Linked DNA regions of Mus musculus: regions 1, 2, 4 and 5 are each linked to region 3. A link is a contact called in public Hi-C, HiChIP or PLAC-seq, Micro-C and promoter capture Hi-C data. All regions are on one chromosome and are shown on one strand. Each heading gives the region's core, a stretch centred on a gene start, on an enhancer-like site or on the middle of the called end of the contact. The rest is flanking DNA. Distances are from core to core; before and after follow the strand shown.

Region 1 (3,580 bases), core at 611-3,110, 1.8 Mb before region 3:
AGGCGGGGACCCGCGCGTCGGGGCGGGGACGCTCCCTGAAGAGCTCCGGCCTACCCCGAACCCGGAATGGTCAGCCCGAGAGGCAGCCTCAGGCCGCCGCACGCTCTCCAGGGCTCCGGTTTCGCGTGCCGATCAGTCTAGCTCGCAGCCGCCCGCTTCAGCAGCCGACCGCTTCTGGTCTCCATGACAATACGCAGCCAAAGACCCTCCCAGCCACGCCCCCTGGCGCTGGAACTCCGAGGGAAGCGGATTACGTCATCCAGAGGAGGGGCTAATGGAGACCAACGCCCAATCAGAGGCGAAGCTGTGTAGGGGAAGGGCGGGGTAGGCCTAGAGGTTCTTGGAGAATGTAGTCCGCGGGGTCCAACCTCTCGGGGGCGGAACCTGTATCCTGAGTGCTAAGTGAGGGGGCAGTCTGCGCGCGTGCGTGAATGCGCGCCGCGGTGCGGGTCCCTGTGCGATCCGCGTGGGGTTAGTGTTTGCCACGGCCCCAACCGAGCAAACTGCTTGCTGGCTAGTGAGAATCATTACAGGAAACTTTGTGTATTGTTACGCTCCAGCCTGCGCGTGGCTGGGTTGTGAAAGGCCACAAAATGCTTGATGTGTGGTGTGTGCACTCTGCCGCCGGCGGTCCTGGTTTACCAGCGCCCCTGTCTGTCCCAAAGCTTCAGTGCGTTTGTAATTTGCGGCGGCGGGAGGTGGAGACCAGGGACTAGGGTCTGTTTTGCCTTCTCACTGTGTGGCCGTGGGGGGTTTGGGGAGGGGGTGTTCCGAGAACTCTGCCTGGGACTCTGTGGTGTGTGTTTGCCGGGCCAGCGCCTCGCTGAACAAACAGCGGTTGGGTTGGACACTGTTCACTGCCCAGTGTTTGCAGTGGAACTGGGGCGGGGGCGAGCGAGGGTGGAAGGCGACTTAGTGGAACAAAAGGGGCGAGACCCCACACCCTCCGGCTCCACAGACCTGACGGGGCAAGCTGCTCGTGGCTAGACATGAGAAGCAGGCATCGCTACTTGGGATGGCAAGGGGCCGGGGGCGTCTGGGGGACCGACTCGGGTAGAACAGCTTCTCCGTCGGGCACTTCTTGCCCACTGCCTTCCTCGTTCCAGAGAAAAGTCACACCCCCAGCCAGAGACCCCAGAGTCTCCTCTCTAGCCTCTTCTCGTCGTCTGCCAGGGATGGGTGGAAGGAAGGGCTAGCGGGGCCCCTTCTACTTAGGCCTGGCTCTTGCCCACCTGCTGCAGTTGCTGGCGCAGAAAGGCGGTCATCTCGGCCTCGCTGTGCCCTGAGCGCCGGCATCCATCGACTCTCCCTGGGATCTGAATTCCAGGTCTCCAGCTCAACCTAGAGACCTCCGGCAGGAGGGAGAAGCCACTGTGGAGCGTGGAGGGAGAAAAACCACCTCCCAGCCCAGCTCTCGGGAGAACAAGACGTCCGCCAACTTCGCTATTCGCACTGGCGAGGAGGGCGCAGAGCGTTCTCCCGAGCGCAGCCCGCTGCATCTTTCCCTTTGTGTTCCCGAACGGCCCGAGCCAAGACTAAGGCCAGTTGTACGTCGAGATTGCCGCTCCGCCCAGAGTTAGCAAAAGGAGAGCAAAGTTGGAAGCGATCGGCGCGCTTGGGATGTGATTGTCATCCTGGGGCCGGCGCTCGAGAGTCTGAGAAAGAGAGAAGGAGAGGAAGAGTCGGGAGGGAGGAGGGGGAGGCCGGGCAGAGGAGGAGAGGGGGGTGGCGGAGGAGAGGCGGGCGCTAGGGAGGGGCGAGGGGAGCGCCAGTGAGCGGGAGAGGAGCCGGGGAGGAACAGGGAGAGGGCGAGACGCGCCTGGCGGCCGGGTTGGCTGCCGCCGGCCAGAGGCTCCTGCCAGTCCCCCCACCGACTACACCCCGGGAAGGAGGAGCTTCGCGCGCACACAAGGCGTCAGAATCCTCAATTTCCAACTTAGCATCTTGGCAGGACCTTTGCAAAGCCAAAAGCAGAGCCCCCCGGTGCAAAGAGCGAGGGAGGGGGGTGGGGGGAGAGAAAGCCTAGCCCGGGCAAGCGGGGCGCGCAGAGGAGCGGGCGCGGCGGTCGCAGCCAGAGGCGCGCGGGAAGCCAACCAGGAGGCGCCGCGGGCCGGAGCCCGGGAGCCGGGGCTCGAAGAGCTGCGGCCCGGGGCAGCCAGAAGCCAGGTGCCCTCTCGCTCGCCCTCGCAGGGCGCCGCCCGGCTCGTTGGCCGCCGCGGCGCGGCGCGCCCCATGCCCGTGTGTGGCCATGTCCTACCCGCAGGGCTACTTGTACCAGCCGTCCGCCTCGCTGGCGCTCTACTCGTGCCCCGCATACAGCACCAGCGTCATTTCGGGGCCCCGCACGGATGAGCTCGGCCGCTCTTCTTCGGGCTCCGCGTTCTCGCCCTACGCTGGCTCCACTGCCTTCACGGCTCCCTCGCCCGGCTACAACTCGCACCTCCAGTACGGCGCCGACCCCGCGGCTGCGGCCGCCGCTGCCTTCTCTTACGTGGTGAGTGTGAGCTGGGTCCGAGGCGGGCGGGCGGGCGGGCGAGCGAGCGGGCAGCCGGGGCCAGGCCTGCAGAGCCCGGTTGCGGTGGACACGGGCCTAGGCGCCACCTCACCCGCCAAGCTTCGCGGCCCTTGCAAACTTGAGCAATTGTCTAATTCAGCTTCACTCGAGCCGCGGGCTCCGGAGTGGCTCTGGCGAAAGCCGCGTCTTGCTGGGATCGCCGAGCTGAAGGGAAGGCTTTGGGGCGCGGGGAGGGGGGGGGATTGATTGGTCTTTACTATAAAGAACGGCATTTGGCTCAAAGCTCTGGGACAACCCGCAAATTTCTTCTTCTTCTTCCTCCTCTTTCTTTTGGTTTTGCCATGTTGGAAAAAGTAGTTCAAAAGAAGCCGACCGGAATTCCAAACAGTAGTAGTGTGCTAAATCTATGTAAATGTGTTTGGCCTCGCCTTTAATTAATCCCCAAAATGTTGCAAATCCGTAATCCTATCTTCGCAATCCGATTTGGAAGTATTAAATTTCTGAAACGGCCAGCGAGATGCGGTGTATCCGGGTTTTTACGGCGGGGTGTGATTTCTGGAAAAGCGCAACGGCTTCGGTTAGGGATAGCATTTTTAGACCGTCGGTGTGCAAGCTAAGGCTCAGCTTGTCTATCGCATTTCTTTGAAGATTAAAGAAAGAGCCTTTCCTTCCCTTGTTGTACCCCTTGCGCCCAACATGCGGCCGCTCTGGAGCAGAGCTCTGAGTTGTTGCTGAGGCTGCTCAGGCCTCTAAGAGAACCGTGGGCCCTTCCGCAGAGGCCAGATCTGAGACCTGGGCACCGAGGTCCCCCAGCAGATGGTGGCCTCCAAGGTGGTGTGCTAAACCCTGAACAGCCTCAGGGGTCCCGAAGGGCCAGAATCAGAATTGGGGGGCCCTGCTGCCTTCTGAGGAGGGGGAAGGTGGTCACTCTTGCGTTTAAACCAGCCAGCTCTGCCTCAGGGGAAGCTGGAGTGCGGGCCCGCGCTGGCACTCAAAACCAAGGACAGAGGGAAAGTGGGTTTCAGTCTTTTGGGTGGCTATGTAGCCCACACCCTCACTCACTTA
Region 2 (3,462 bases), core at 631-3,130, 1.3 Mb after region 3:
CATTAAGATCATGTCTTCATTTGAGTGATAACAAAAGCCCTATCATTATCAAAGCGAGAGGGCTAGTCTTGCCACAGAGACAAGTTTTGTTCCAGTTATTATTTCAGGGGCTAGAATGTACTCTTCTGTTGCCCCAGATCTCTTAGCGGCTGGCTTGCTATATCCAGCCCACCTGAAACTTTACTGCTACATGAAATGAAAATATCAACTGAGGGAATTGTCCTGAATTTTTGGCTTTAAACTTATCTCTGAGCAGACTCCAGTTTTGTTTTGTTTTGGGTTTTCCGGACTTTTTCTGGAGTAACTGGGAGCAGAGAGTAACGAGTACAGATTTAGAATCCCTACAGTTGACAGATTCTCCATGCAAACTCCTTCCTCTCTTGCGAATACCTCTTTATTCCATATCAGATACAGTCCCCCCTCACAAGCTTTGTTTGAGAAGTTCAGAATTCACACTTTAAATGTTCCTGACCTACCAAACTCAGAATTAAGACCAGCCCGCACATTTTCTCAAAAGTTCACAAGGAAAAGCATGGTAGGAGTCCTGTAGGAGATGCTTATTCTGGGATAGCTGGTTCTTTTGCCCTGTGGGGGGAAAGGTTACATGCCACCGTTGGCCACTCACCTTGAGAATTTTTACAACCACCCTCTCATTGTTGGTGATGTTAATGGCCTCAAATACTTCACTATACTTGCCCCGACCAAGTTTTCGAACCAGTTGGTAATCATCTTGATTACTGTGAAAGGCAAGAGATATACATAAATGCCAGGATTTGGGATTAAGCAAGCCTCTGTCCACCACACATCCATCCGCCATCTCCAACTAATCAAGCATTCGGAAGTATTCCTACCATCACACAGCAACTCATTCTCTTAAATGAGAGCCACACAGAAGCTTGGCTCCCTTCACTCTGCAGAGCTCCTAACCTAACTGACTCTTAACAAGAAGAGGAATGGGCAGCTACAAGGCCTCAGGAGCCATTAAGGGGACTAAGGGAAGCATCCCCCCTGGTGGTACTGGGGTGCCCTGCCCGTGGCTCCACGGCACCTGCCTCCCATTTCACACCTTCCAGGGGGCACTGCCCGCTCTAGACAATCTGCCCCTCTTCAAAATGACCCTCCCACCCAGCCTCATTTCAGAAAGTAAAGAGGTAGAGATTTCAACAGCTCAAGAGGACAGCCATGGACTTCCCAACCCATAGGAAGCCCAAAGTCTGAGGAGGAAGGGCCGCCCCCACCCCCGACCCCACGCTTCTCCCCACCGGCGGCTGAGCCGGGGACCGAGGCAGGGCGGACAGGAGAGGCCGGGGACACGTGCGGCCGGGGCCGGGCCTCCCTGCCAGCCCCGAGGCCGAGCGGCCGGCGGGTGCGGTTCGCGCGTGGGGCGGCCGGCGGCGGCTTTACCCCCAGCTCGGGACGTGGGCTTCGTAGTCCCAGTACTCGCGGCTCCTCAGGCTGTTCACCTCGGCGTAGACCCGGGCCCGACTGCCCGCGGCCGGGCCGGGCATGGCGGGCGGGACCGGGGGGCGCCGCGGGGCGCCGAGGGCGGCGGCGGCGCGGCGCGGGGCGCGGGGCGGCAGGCACGGGAAGCGGCGGGCCGCGGGCTGCCCAAGCAAGAGGAGGAGCGCGGCGGCGGCGGCGGGCGTCCGCGCCAGGCCGGGCCCGCGGGGGCGGGCGGACGGACGGACGCTCGGGCCGGGGGGCGCGGAAGGCGCCGGCCGAGCCGGCCCGGGGCCTTCGGCTGCCGGAGGGACGGCGGGGTTCGTGCTCCGCGGAGGCCTCCGCTCGGCTCGCGGCCCCCCAGAGGCGGTGGTGGCGGCAGCGGCAGCCACCGGTCGGGAGAGGGGCAGCGGCAGCGGCGGCGGCGGCGAAGAGGGAGGAGGAGGAGGCGGAGGAAACCCGGAAAAGGGGCCGCACTCGCCAGGAGCGGCCGCCGCCCAGCCCCGGCCCGCCCCGGCCCACAGCGCCCCCTACAGTGCGGGGGGACTATGGCCGGCGCCCGCCCCCTCAGCGAGCTCGCCACCCTCCAAGCAATGTGGCCGGCTGCCTGCCCAACTGCAGGCCACCCCCCAGAAGTCTCTACCTTTGACTGCCGCCGCGCTTAGCATAGTTCCACTGTCCAGTCACCTCGTGTCCACCCACCACGACCTCCCATATTGGCCCTGAGCTGACTTTCTTTGAAACCCAAGAACCCTCCCCTCAAACTGTCCCCCTTCCTCACTCCTCTTCCCACTCTGGACCCCACCCTGCCATCCACAGATCCCTTCCTTCAAGAGGAAAACCAAACTAGTCCTAAAGCTACCCTCGCCTCCCAATTCCCCATCCAGATTCCTCCCTGAGAGCCCACTGAGCCATCCTTTGGGCCACTTGCTTAAACCAGAGCCCACCAGATAGTTTCCCCATAAAGTTAACTGGGTTTTTCCCCCTTTGTATTGAACCTGTAATTTGTGGATCATACTTTGAGAATGTAAATATCCATTTTGTTTGTTTGTTTGTTTGGGAGGAGGGAGAGCTGGGGAGTGAGGACTTCTTGAACAGTCTTCTCTCTCATTGATGTCCTGGGGTCCCCGGCTATCTTGTTTTCCTGTTCATATTCTTTAACAACAAGGATCTCTTCTTCCAGCCCAGGTTGCTCTGACTCTAAACTCCCCCTCTCCCTCCCCCCCACACACTGTTTTCTAGATGAGGCCACGTTTCCTCTTTCTTCACATACCGAACTATCGAGGTTCAAGTCCCGGTTCCATAGTTTGCAAGGAATGCAGATTTGAACCAATGACTCAACGTCTCCGTGCTACAGATTTTGTAGCATCAACCCAGCACCGACTTCACAGAGCTGTACAGAGACTAAGGACTGCTCCATATTAAAACACTACATGTTCCCGCTGTTGTTAAACTCTACACCTTTCCTTCCCTGAGAATAGCGCATGCCCGTCTTTCAGTTTCTTCTTCTCTCTGAGCTTGGCCACGGGGTACCGCTGCCACCCCACAAATGACTGGCTTTCTTTTTCAAATCTCACCTTAGAGGCCACTTTCTCTGAAGTTGATACTTCTCTCAGCGACTCCTCCATGCCCTTCGTAAAACTACAGCTTGGCATGAGTCCTCTCCTGGTTTGCCATCTGTCCCCTCCCTGTGAAAACAATGTGAAGGCATGACTAGGGCTGGGTGATCACCACCAGGTCACTCAGTGTCTGCCGGGCAGGAGGCCTTCAGTCAACACAGTGCTCTTGGCCCACGGTTACCATGCTGGTTACAAAGGGGACCCTGAAGGTCATATTATGCATGGACCAGCTGACTTTCTGTGTGACGCACAGAGAAAGGACACACCACTCATCACATTGCTGTCAAAAAAGCTCAACCTGCATCCAACCAGACACGGCCAAACTGAGGGACAGTTCAGCAAAAAAATCTAGTTCACACTGCTAAAAAATAACAGTGTCACAGCCAAAACAAAACTTGAGGTG
Region 3 (3,654 bases), core at 635-3,134:
GACAGATACCAGGGTGGTGACTTCTTCAAGCTTTTATTTATTTACACATATATTTTTTAAAATGTCATGCTGGGGATTAAACGTAGGGTCTCACATATGCTAAGCAAGCCCTCGACCTTACACTTCATTCCTAGCCCTTATTCGTCTATCTATTTATTGTTAAGACTAACAATAAGTATATACCCAGGTCAGCCTGACTTTCACAATCCTGGCTGGGCCTCTGAGTGCTAAGATTACAAGCCTGGGTCACATCATTCAAACTTGACTTCCTTTTTCATTGTTGCTTGTATTTTTTGTTTGTTTGAGACAGGGTCTCACCTTATAGCCAAAGCTGGACTGGAACTCACTATGTAGACTAGGCTGACCTTGAACTCACAGAAATTTACGTGCCTCTGCCTCTTGAGTGCTCTGATTAAAGGAACTGGCGGATACATCCAGTCTACGACGTACTTCCATTTTCAAAATCTAAGTCCTAGCGGGAAGTGAGAACTGGGCAGGAATAACCGTACCGTGGGTTAGTTACCTCCATGAATTTACGGGACTTGGCCAGCGGTGACTGCCAACAACATCCTGGCTTGAGGCTGGAGTTACAGCAAAGACTGCTCTGGGGTCAGTCTGGAAAGGGAGCACGGGAGCCCAGAAATCAATCCGGTTCAAGTTCATAGCCAGGGCAGCCACAGAAAGTGCCAGGAAGGGAAAGGACACGGTGTTTAATCACACAATCCATGGACAGCCGTGGGCATCCAGTAATGCCTGGAATGAGTCAAGAAGGCATTGCCCCAGTTTTCACTAAGAGCTGCGAGGACAGCCTGTCCTGTTACAACCCACCCACAGCCTCCGTTGAAAGTATCCGAGTCGGCCTGCCGGGAAGCTTCCGGCACCAGTTTCCTGGCTCTGCAGATGACACAGACATTCCAGCTATGACTTCCAGTCTGATTTCAGCAGACTTAAGCAAGTGGGGAAACACCATGTACCTCCAGGGGAAGAAATTTTGGCTGCCATCTCCACCCTTCCCCTCAGCATCCACCCGTGGGTGGAGGTGGGTCGGGTTACGTGGGGCTTTCCATCCGTGTGTTTCAGAACACCACCATCTGGCCCTTCCTACTTGGCAAACACCCTGGCAAAGGGCCCTGGTCCATATCCTCCCAGAATGGACTGCTTTCGTTCTCTTGAATTCCACCTCCAGCAAAGACCCCCACCATTTTTTCCTGTCACTCGCTGCCCTCCCCCCGCCCCCCAAGAGTAAGTCTTAGCACAAGGCTTGTGTCTATGGTCTCTAGTCTCTTGACAACTGGCTGGTGCCTTAGTGGATTCGAACCCTACACTCATCTTGGGCAAGTGACTATGTGACTGCGTCTCCGTTTCCACTTTTCTACGGTGAGAATAATGAACACTCCAACCAGCGTTTGTAAGGAAAAACGACAGCTCTTACGGTGCCCGCAGCACGTGACACGCAGGGGGGCAGGAGTACATCACCAACAGCAGTTAAGCCAGGGGTAGGGCTGGTTTTTGTAACCGGTTCACACTGCCAGCTAAGTTTTCCTGTACGCAGGGTCTCCAAGCCCCGCTTTCACCCAGGTTAGCACACAAGACATGCGCGGAAACTGTGTCCCCGTGGCGTGATCTGGGCGGCCAGAGGTCTCGTCGCTCAGCATCGCCTCTGCACCCGGCCCCTCGGGCCCCGGGGCACCGCAAAGGGCGCGCGCGGGAGCAAGCAGGTGTCCTGGAACCGGTTCCCACCGGATCGCAGACCCTTTGCGCTCAGCTCCTTTGCTCTCAGTCCCTGAGCCCAGAGAAAGGGGGTGTGACTCAGCGCGGGGGGTGGGGGGAGGGCGTGTGCAGGCTCTGTCCCACGAGCAAAAAGAGGGCCGCTTGCAGAATTCGGGTCGTGCGCAGGCCCAGGGGCGTGTGCTGGCCATATCCCTTGAGCCAGAAAAAGGGCGTGTGCAGGCGGCGGGGGCGCGTGCATGGTGCCTTCCACCCGGGCGGAGCTTTTGCGCTCGACCCAATACTCTCCGCTATAAAGGTCGCGCTCCGCGTGCTTCTCTCCATCACGCTCCTAGAACTCTTCAAACCGATCTCTCGTCGATCTTCAACCGCCGCCTCCACTCGCCATGGACCCCAACTGCTCCTGTGCCTCCGGTAAGGGGGACTGCTGACGGGATTTCTGGGAGAGCTAGACAGGCTTTTTGGCCCCTCCTTTAGTAATTACTTTAAGGGTACGACCGGCTACCCCTTCCGAATGAATTCTGAAGCACTCCTGCTCCTTTAAACTAGTCCTTGAGATAGTGGCTCGCCTACCCGGGTGATTTGCCTCACCTTCCTAGGAGAACAGCGTTCAGGTACTCCCGGGTCCCACTCAACCGCGCTCACTGACTGCCTTCTACTTTTAGATGGATCCTGCTCCTGCGCTGGCGCCTGCAAATGCAAACAATGCAAATGTACTTCCTGCAAGAAAAGTAAGTTGGATCTTCTCTGCCATTTCCCCGTCACTCTCCTGGGGTCCCTAGCCCGCCGCGCCGCGCCTTCCCTCCCGGGAGCGTTCAGGTGGTGTGCCTCTGACAAGGTTTCTCGCTCACGTTCAACTCTTCTCTCCCCACAGGCTGCTGCTCCTGCTGCCCCGTGGGCTGTGCGAAGTGCTCCCAGGGCTGCATCTGCAAAGAGGCTTCCGACAAGTGCAGCTGCTGTGCCTGAAGGGGGGCGGAGGGGTCCCCACATCTGTGTAAATAGACCATGTAGAAGCCTAGCCTTTTTTGTACAACCCTGACTCGTTCTCCACAACTTTTTCTATAAAGCATGTAACTGACAATAAAAGCCGTTGACTTGATTAATTCAGCTTGTCTCTGTGCATTGGTTAAGGGCTGGCAGAGGCGTTGAGATGGGACTGCAGCAGCTGAATTTGAGCTAGTCGGATTATATTTCTCTGGACTTTGACCGCCTAGAAAGTGGTCATGCAGAAGCATGCATTGGTCACAGAAATGGGCCATTCCTACTGGGCGTGTGTGTGTGTGTGTGTGTGTGTGTGTGTGTGTGTGTGTGTGTGTGTGTATTGGGGATTAAACCGAAAGCTTCCTGCTTACTAAACCCAGGTGCTCTAATGCGCCACATCCCTACCCCTAATTATTTTCGGTTTTTAGGCTTAAAGTATGAAATACCTGTAAATAAAAATGGGAGTGAGTCAGATATGACGTCTCCCACGAGTAATAACCCCAACACTTGAGAGCCTGAGGCAGAAGGACCACTAACTCTGAAGCCAGCTTGGTCTCAAATTTTGGTGACCTTTGGTTTTGAGGCCAGATCTTAACTGTGTAACCTAAGCTGTCCTTGAGCTTCTGCCTTAGACTTATAAATTCTGGGCTTACAGACTAAAATCCATTTTTAAAAATTCAGTAACATGGGCTGGCAAGGTGGCTCGGGTTAAGAGCGCTGGCTGCTCTTCCAGAAGTCATGAGGTCAATTCCCAGAAACCACATGGTGGTTCACAACCTTCCATAATGAGATCTGACGCCCTCTTCTGGTGTGTCTGAAGTCAGCTACAGTGTACTTAAAATAATAAATCTTAGCCGGGCGTGGTGGCGCACACCTTTAATCCCAGCACTCCGAAGGCAGAGGCAGGTGGATTTCTGAGTTCGAGGCCAGTCTGGCCTACAAAGT
Region 4 (4,004 bases), core at 874-3,373, 1.3 Mb before region 3:
CGGGTTGTCTGACATCGCTGCATGATGCATCTCAGCCCGCCTAGTGATGGTTCCCCTCCTCACTCTGTGCAGATCATGCCCAGTCACTTCCTCCACTGGATGGAGGAGAACCAAGTCAGTGGCTTCCTGCTCAGCCTTCTTGCTTCTCCCTTTAACAGTTCCCCATGGGAAATGGCAAACAAGTATAAATAAAGACACCCATTGAGTGACAGTGTTTGGCTCTGTTTTAGCAGTTCACAGCGGCCAGCGGTGGGGGTAGTGGGGGTGTGCTTAAAAAAACAAATCTCTGCTCAATGTAAGGCACAGAGGATGCATGCTGGAAAGGTCAGAGGTGCTAAACTAAGAACTCCAGAGTGAGTAGGCTTATGTGCCTGATCTACACTGGGAAAAGCCTAGACACAGAGGTCGTTTTGGTCTTCTTGAGGAAGAACTGGGACGCACGCAGCAGCAATTCCCTTGCTGTAGGTATGGGGTCTGTTGGAGGTTTACTTTCCCTTTAACCATTTGTTTCTTTTACACTGAGAGCGGATCCTAACGATTGCGTCAATCACGTCTCTTCTGTGGGTCCGGTTCCTCATCCCCGGTGGGAGCCAGCTGCTTTTGCCTTTTCCAAATAGCAGTTCAGTTTCCGAGAAAGACAGCCCCAGCAGCCACACCTGCTCCTCTTCTAAGAGCCATTAAAGGATCACCTGGACAGACTTCCCGAGGAGAGGCAGCAGGGCCCAGAGGAAAGTGGTTGGTCGGGATCAGAGAGTCGGCTGTTAGAAACAAAATTTGAGCTGGGGCCAAATGATGAAGAACATAAACCCAGAGTTGCCGCAGCTGCCACCACAGACCGCAGACAGCAGCAGCAGCAGCTTCCGTCACCCCTAAAACCTCCCCAAGGAAACACATTTTGAGGGGATGATGTGCCTGCTTTCTAAACATAGCCACAATAAATGTGGGAGCTTCTTCTACCTCTAGTCCTCCCCCTCCCCCGACCTCCCATGTAGTGATTTGTCAATGAATTCCAAAAGCTACTGTGTGTGTGTTTCAGAAGTCTCTGCTAGATCGGATAGGTTGGGAGTCTATCACTTTGGGTCTTCCCTGGTAGGACTAGAGGTAGTGGAGTGAGGAATAGACCCTATTCCTGGGAGAGATCTCAGTGGGCCCGAAATCACCTTTTTTCCTGTGTCTCGCCTACTAGTTCTGATTCTTGAAGCTCCTTCTTGCAAGACACAGGCTATTCCAAGAGTCTCTAGGCAGAGACCTATCGCTGTTTTTAAGATTCTCTGTTACACATCCAGAGGGAATTCAGTTGTTCCCCACTTTACCATCTCCTCAGTGCTTTGCTCTGTGCATTACACTGCGTTATTTCATCCTTACTGTACAGCCCTGTGAGGTAGCAGTTACCCTCTCACTCCTAGAGGAGGCAACTAACTCAGAGAAGTTCAAGTCAGTAGCCCAAGACTCACAACTACCTGATGCAGCAGGAAGATTTGGGGATATCATAGTGGCTAAATTTGGACACGCAGCTGTCTTAGAGCCTGGATGGTACGTCTCATTCTCCCTGTCCTCCACTGCCTGCTGGGAGGAGAGGTAGCCAGGGATGACTGGTTCACTGTCTCTCCATTCTTCAACTGCAGCTAGGCAGAGTTCTACCAACTAGCAAATGACCAAGGCCCTGGGCAACCCTGGACTCTCCCTACCCTCTCCTACAGGTTCAGACAGCCTCATACTTCCTCAGTGTGTCGTCAAACATTTCCCTTTTCTGGGTCAGGTTCCTCATCTACAGTAGAAGCCAGTTGCTTTTGCCTTTTCTATACAAATAATTACTGTGAAAGACAGCCATCTCCATGTTAATCTAGGTTTTGAGTGGGATGTTGTCTGCTCCTGCTGCTAATTACTGTTTTAGCTCGCTTTCTTTCTAACCTACAAACACCCCCAAATGAAATAGGTTTACCCAGGAAACGAAACACGCCGGAAATCGAGCACAGATAAACAAAACCCACCCTGGATTTATAAGTTTACTTACTAGATTGGGATCCAAGAGGTGTGTTCCAAAAGCAGGTTCCTAGGGGGCGGGGCCAGAGCCCGGGGTGCGTCCCGGAGGGCGGGGCAGCTAGTGGCTAGGTGACTCTGGCGCCTGCGCAGAAGCCGGGAGCGGCGCCTGGGGCTGGGAGTCTCTGGTTCTGAGGTTGGGACTGTGAATTCGGCCGCTCTCTTCGGGTCCCCGCTTTGCTCGGGTCGGGCACCTGGATCCATCATGAACCGATGCGCCGAGGCGGCCGCTGTGGCGGCTACGGTCCCGGGTTCGGGCGTCGGGGACGCCGGGCTGCGGCCACCCATGGTACCTCGCCAGGCGTCCTTCTTCCCGCCGCCGGTGCCCAACCCCTTCGTCCAGCAGACTACGATCAGTGCCTCCCGAAGGCTGCAGGTAAAGGCAAGGCGCGCGCTCAGGTTAAGGCAATGTGGTGCGATGGAGGAGGCTCGGGGTGAGGGCATCTGGTCGGAGGAGGATCAGTCTTGAGGGGATCAGGACTTGAGAGGTATTTGAGGGAATAGCTGGTCTGATGGAGGAGGCGTCTGAGAGGATCGCGAATCCGAAGAGTGTCAGAGGAGATCACAGTGGGTGTGACTAGGAGTTTGCCTGAAGAATTGGAAATCTGACGGGGGAGGCATCTGAGTAGATAGTCTGAAGGGGGAGGCTGGCTGAGTGTGGAGTCTGGTAAGGGAAAGGATCTGCGGAAGAAAGATCTGTGGATCCGGATCCGACTGGAAAGGGTCATGATGGCCAAACAGGAGGATGTGAGAAGTGAGGACACTGGGGGATGGGATGACCCAAGGTACACAAAAGTGAGAAGATGCAGAGAAGGTATGCCTGAGAAGGGGCGGGATGGGGTAGGAGCTTTGGCTCGAGTTTGTGGAAGCAGCGGGTTGAGAGCTACCATATGAGAGAGGGTTTCATGGTACTCTCTTTTATATGCCTTCTGTAAAAAGGGGAGCCAGTTAGAGCCGAGGAGAGTAAGAGAGGAGGCAGAGATCCCTGCTCTGTCCTTGGAACCATAGGGAAGGCTCTAGTGACAAACTGCCCAGGAACAGCCAGGCTGTGAGTCGGAAGCAAAGCAAAGAGAAATCTGGGAGACCCATGAAGGCATTTGAGAGTGTTTTTGAGTGGGCTTTTACACAGCATCTTTTCTAGATTCAAAGATGACATGAGACATAGCTGTTAGAAATGGCCACAAAGGAAGTTGTCTTTATCTCGGAAAAGACAGCTTTTTGGCATCAGTGAGTTCACTTTTTGACTTCCTCTTTGATGAGGTTAGTGACTTGAGAAAGAGAAAGATGGGTGAAAACAGCGGTTGTCTTGTCTGCAGGGGGAGAAGGGTTAATGTCTCCCTGTACGTCTCAGAATTTTTGCGATTTTGCACTGAAGTAGTATTTAGCATTGTTTCTATATACAGCTTTAAGATTTGTGACCCCTCTGGAGGAAGCATGTTAAGCACAGAGCTCTGTGTGTGTGTGTGTGTGTGTGTGTTGGGAGCAGGGTTGGTGGTAGAGGGTGGTGGTTAGAGTTAACGACGGGGATCTGGTTGAAGATAGGTATGAGAGAGGAAGATAAAAGATGTGGAGACACTAAGTTTACAGAGTTCCTCTTTATGCTTTGAATCACTTGCAGTACTTATAAGCACATATGTTATTCTTCAAGATAACTCTAGACAAATGAGTTATATTTAAGTGAAAATGTACCCTGGCTATTTGGGTTCAGAGTTTGGAGGGAGGCTCAAAGCAGCATATTTAAATATTTTTATTGTACTTTGATTATTAGTTTTCTTAATCACCTAAAAAGAGCTTTTTCTAAAAACTTCATGAAAACCACATATAATGCAAAGCATACTGGTCACTTATTTGCAGATTCTGTGAATTTGGCCTAGTCACTTAACCTCCTTTATCTATTATATTTTCTCATCTTATAAATTGAAATAATTCTTCAAAGGAGAGTTAAATGAGATAATATGTGGCAT
Region 5 (3,880 bases), core at 742-3,241, 1.1 Mb before region 3:
CAGTTCTCTCTGAGCTGTCGAATTGTACATGATTTTAACTCTATTTCACTTCCATGTAAGTGTGTATGTCTGTGTGTGTGTGAGTGTGTGTGTGTGTGTTTAACTTTTTGTGATAGTAAGTGTCTGACTTTGCAAGCAAAATGTAAATGAAGTACATAGCACTTAGCACTTATTAGTTGTAGACAAAAGGCATGAAATGGTGAGAAGATAGCCAAGTATAGAATCCTGGAAACTCCCAGAGGAACCTTGAGGAGGACACAAATGCTCTCTGATCTGACATTTGTATGTTTTTGAGGTTCTCTGAGGTGGCCATGAGGCCATCTGGAATTCTTGGGCTTGTTCACTCAGTTGCCAGGAGTGATGTGATACAACCTTGGTAATTGCTTGTGAATAAGTAGCTAGGTAGATCTGGGCTGAGTAATTGCTGTCATCTTTTCTATTCTACTCACCCACAAGTCCACACCCACCGCACTCCTAAGCAACACTAAAGTTCAAATCACAATGATATAGCATCTTACTTCTCATCTCCCTCACCTGATCAATTACTGTTTTCCAAAGCATTTAGGATGTTCTAGTATATTGCATGATTGATGTACTAATCTACAGACTTCTTATATTCTCTTTCCAGCCAATAGGATAAAAGATTTAGCAACTTGCTTCCCTTCATGTTTCCTAAAAACCCAGAACAGTACTGGTTCACCACAGGTACTCAGTACATTTGTGCTAAATAAAGGGTTTGGAAAACTACGAAAGTTCTTAGTATCTAGACCATATTTAAGGACTCATGATGCTCTCAGGAATGCCAATAATTGCTGTTAATATAGCTAGTCAGAGGATTGCCTTGTCTCCATCTTGGATCACCGTGAGATAGGTATACCTATCTCATATACCCCCTTTTGATCTGCTGTTATAATGCTAAGTACTGGTTCTGGTTAACTCAGGGAAGGGGAAACTCTCATATACACCAATTTATCCTTGATTAGTCAATAGAGCTGCCTACAGCCTATAACTGGGAAGAGGAGAGGTAGAAAAAGTTTCAGCTCTTGGCCTTGGGGTTTGAGGCAGGACCACCAGAGGAAGGAGTGAAGGTAAAGAGAGGATAAGACACCATTGGGTAGGAGAATCATGAAAATGTGGCCATAAGGGCTGGCCAATTGGTATAAGAGCAGCCCAGGTGGAATATGGCAAATTATATCTCATGGTTATTGATAGGGAAGTAGACAAAATAGCTTAGAGATTAGATATCTACCCATTTATAGTGGTTTAAAGTCTTACTATAAATATAAAAGTTTTATGTCTTTTATCTGGGAGCTAAATGATCCAAGGCATGGTAGAAAGCCCCAATTCACTTTACATACTTACCATAACACATGTCCACTGAAACAATCCCCACCCTTGTAACTTACATAGGAGGATAGGAGGTGGCATTCTTCACAAAGCTCCAGGGCTCTGCAGGCTCTGGTGGAGCAAACCTCAGGGATCCAAGAGGGGGCTTGGCAAAGGGGACTCCCAGGAAAACTGCCACAGGGTGTTCAAATCCTTCTAAGCTGGTGTACTTTCCCAGGATTTTGCCTTGGGTGGTGTCCACTACCGGTGATGAGGGTGAGTGTCCTGATATTGGAGAAAACATGAGGAAACATCAGAGATGATGGTCAAACCTGGATTCATGGTTGGTTTAGTGACTTTTAGGCTTGCATCATTGATAGTCACTTGAACTTCTAAGGTCTCTTTTCCTCCCAACATTAAAGAGAGGGCCAACTAAAAAGTAATCTGTTTGGAGGTATAAATGTCGCCCATCTAAGCCCGTACAAGGGTCAGTGAACTGTTTTGTGCTTGCTCTGTATACATTTCACCCACTTCATCAAGGACAGGTTTCCAAATGTACAACCCAATGTTTGTAATCCAGAAGAACTTACCCCATATTGGGCAAAGAGCAAGAGAAGCCCAGACCAGAGCATGGAGCCACATGGTAGAAGGAAGGACAGGAACTCTAGGAGACAGGGAGGTGTCTGCAGCTCAAATAGAGAGCCTCTTTGCTGTGGACCCACCTCTAGACCAATTAGCATAATTACATAAAGCTCCCCCTCTCCAAAGAGCTCCCAAGGTATTTGTTAGGACCTCCAAGCCACACCCACTACGAGTTTACTCTTCTTTTTCTTTAAAGACACTACCCACTCTCTGATATCAAGCCAACCTCTTATGCAAACACTTCTAACTGAAAAGCTCAGTGCACCTTGAACTTCTCAAGGCAGGTACCAGCAAGCAGATGCATGCAGTCAGGAAGAAGTCCCCAGTGTTGCTCGGCTGGGAACATTGCACACTTCCCAGCTGCCATGCATCTATTTCCTAGAAGAGATGGTCTCAAGTTTGGAAGTTTTCTAATCTCACTCTTCAGCCAGTGTTGTTTTCTGATGTTGACTATTCCTGCCAGGTAACCTGAAGCACCAGTGTATACCTCTGTTAATGATCTCACTGCTTTTGGATCAGGGCTGCTTAGCCACAATGTTTGTATTAGTTACTTCTGCTTGCTGTGATGAAACACGAAGAGCAAAGACATCATAAGGAGGAGAAAGTGTCCGGAGGGAGAAGAGTCCATAATGGCAGCGCAAAAGCATGGTGACGTGTAGCAAGCCTGATCATAATACTTAAATGTAAGCTCACAGTAGAGAGTGAACTAGAAATGATGAGAGACTTTAAATTCTCTAAGCCTACCTCCACTGACATACTTCCTCTAAGAAGTCTATATCTTCTAAATATCTCCAAACAGCACCACTAACTGGGGATCAAGTGAAAGCCCAAGACTATGGGAACAGTCCTCATTCAAACACAACATTGTCCTTAAGTCAAATAAACTTTGTGAACCACAATCCTTTGTCTAATCATCCACATATGCATCTATCTATGAATTCTTTCTTTCTTGGAGATTTTATTTACTTTTTGTGCATTTGACTGCGTATATATCTATGCAGCATGTGTATACAATGCCCGCAATGGCCAGAAGAGGGAGGTCTTCAAGACACCAGGAAATGGAGTTATAGATTGTGAACCAATGTATGGGTTCTAGAAACTGAACATATGTCCTCTAGAAAAGCAGCCATTGCTCTTAATGGCTGAGACACATCTATAGCCCTTATCTATGAATTATTTAAAATGTCCAAAATGTTTTGCATTAGCACCACTTGAATGTACCTAGATAAAGCAAAATAAAAGAGAATATGTACTGTTTGATTTCTGATTTCACTATGTGGTGTTGTTCCTGTTTCTTAACCCCAGCAGCCCAGGAGCCTTGGAAAGAAGCATGTGTCTCTAATACAGTGATAAGACATTTGGAAAGTTTGTGGTGAAGGAAGGTGTGACTATAAAGCATTGCTTTGACCTTGTTTAAGAAAGAACCCTGATATAGCTGTCTCTTGTGAGGCTATACCGGGGCCTAGCAAACACAGAAGTGGATGCTCACAGTCAGCAATTGGATGGATCACAGGGCCCCCAATGGAGGAGCTAGAGAAAGTACCCAAGGAGCTAAAGGGGTCTGCAACCCTATAGGTGGAACAACAATATGAACTAACCAGTAGTCCCCAGAGCTCGTGTCTCTAGCTGCATATGTAGCAGAAGATGGCCTAGTCGGCCATCATTGGAAAGAGAGGCCCATTGGACTTGCAAACTTTATATGCCCCAGTACAGGGGAACGCCAGGGCCAAGAAGTGGGAGTGGGTGGGTAGGGGAGTTGGTAGGGAGAATATGGGGGACTATTGGAAATGTAAAAGAAGAAAATACCTAATTTTAAAAAATAAAAGAAATTAAAAAAAAAGAAATCAAGTCAAACACTTTTTGTGGGGGACTGGAAAGGACAGTCTTGGTGGGAGAGTAGTGGTGTCTGGAA

Evidence for each region. Promoter capture Hi-C pulls out the DNA fragments that hold promoters and counts their contacts. A called contact is a pair of places that touch in the nucleus more often than the background predicts. HiChIP or PLAC-seq counts read pairs in DNA pulled down with a chosen protein or histone mark.
Region 1: a contact with region 3 is called in a Micro-C map of embryonic stem cells, with 9 times the contacts expected there. The contact joins the promoter of Irx5 here to the promoter of Mt2 in region 3. A contact is called at or near these places in 1 of 39 promoter capture datasets (liver) and 1 of 484 Hi-C or Micro-C datasets (embryonic stem cells).
Region 2: a contact with region 3 is called in a promoter capture Hi-C map of liver, with 2.9 times the contacts expected there. The contact joins the promoter of Csnk2a2 here to the promoter of Mt2 in region 3. A contact is called at or near these places in 2 of 39 promoter capture datasets (liver and pre-B cells).
Region 4: an H3K27ac HiChIP or PLAC-seq map of microglia shows a contact between it and region 3, with 5 times the contacts expected there. The contact joins the promoter of Lpcat2 here to the promoter of Mt2 in region 3. A contact is called at or near these places in 1 of 39 promoter capture datasets (embryonic stem cells), 1 of 484 Hi-C or Micro-C datasets (Sertoli cells) and 2 of 115 datasets of contacts at active chromatin or transcription factors (large pre-B cells and microglia).
Region 5: a contact with region 3 is called in a Hi-C map of liver, with 2.5 times the contacts expected there. The contact joins the promoter of Ces1b here to the promoter of Mt2 in region 3. A contact is called at or near these places in 1 of 39 promoter capture datasets (liver) and 1 of 484 Hi-C or Micro-C datasets (liver).

Annotation. Positions count from the first base shown.
Region 1 is chr8:92,355,936-92,359,515 of GRCm38.p6, forward strand. It overlaps Irx5 (Iroquois homeobox 5), which reads left to right and starts at 1,861. Exons shown (of 3, transcript NM_018826.2): 1 at 1,861-2,494. The coding sequence starts at 2,249. Crnde (colorectal neoplasia differentially expressed (non-protein coding)) reads right to left here and starts at 185. Exons shown (of 4, transcript NR_110452.1): 1 at 1-185.
Region 2 is chr8:95,486,940-95,490,401 of GRCm38.p6, forward strand. Csnk2a2 (casein kinase 2, alpha prime polypeptide) reads right to left here and starts at 1,881. Exons shown (of 12, transcript NM_009974.3): 1 at 1,405-1,881; 2 at 626-737. The coding sequence starts at 1,508.
Region 3 is chr8:94,170,734-94,174,387 of GRCm38.p6, forward strand. It overlaps Mt2 (metallothionein 2), which reads left to right and starts at 1,885. Exons shown (of 3, transcript NM_008630.2): 1 at 1,885-2,142; 2 at 2,394-2,459; 3 at 2,603-2,834. The coding sequence starts at 2,115. The coding sequence ends at 2,694. It overlaps Gm39227 (a long non-coding RNA gene), which reads right to left and starts at 922. Exons shown (of 3, transcript XR_879107.2): 1 at 524-922.
Region 4 is chr8:92,853,210-92,857,213 of GRCm38.p6, forward strand. Lpcat2 (lysophosphatidylcholine acyltransferase 2) reads left to right here and starts at 2,124. Exons shown (of 14, transcript NM_173014.2): 1 at 2,124-2,416. The coding sequence starts at 2,246. Gm45472 (a long non-coding RNA gene) reads right to left here and starts at 2,209. Exons shown (of 2, transcript XR_003947583.1): 1 at 2,015-2,209; 2 at 1-758. It overlaps Mmp2 (matrix metallopeptidase 2), which reads left to right. Exons shown (of 13, transcript NM_008610.3): 13 at 1-212.
Region 5 is chr8:93,077,949-93,081,828 of GRCm38.p6, forward strand. Ces1b (carboxylesterase 1B) reads right to left here and starts at 1,992. Exons shown (of 13, transcript NM_001381922.1): 1 at 1,917-1,992; 2 at 1,407-1,611. The coding sequence starts at 1,968.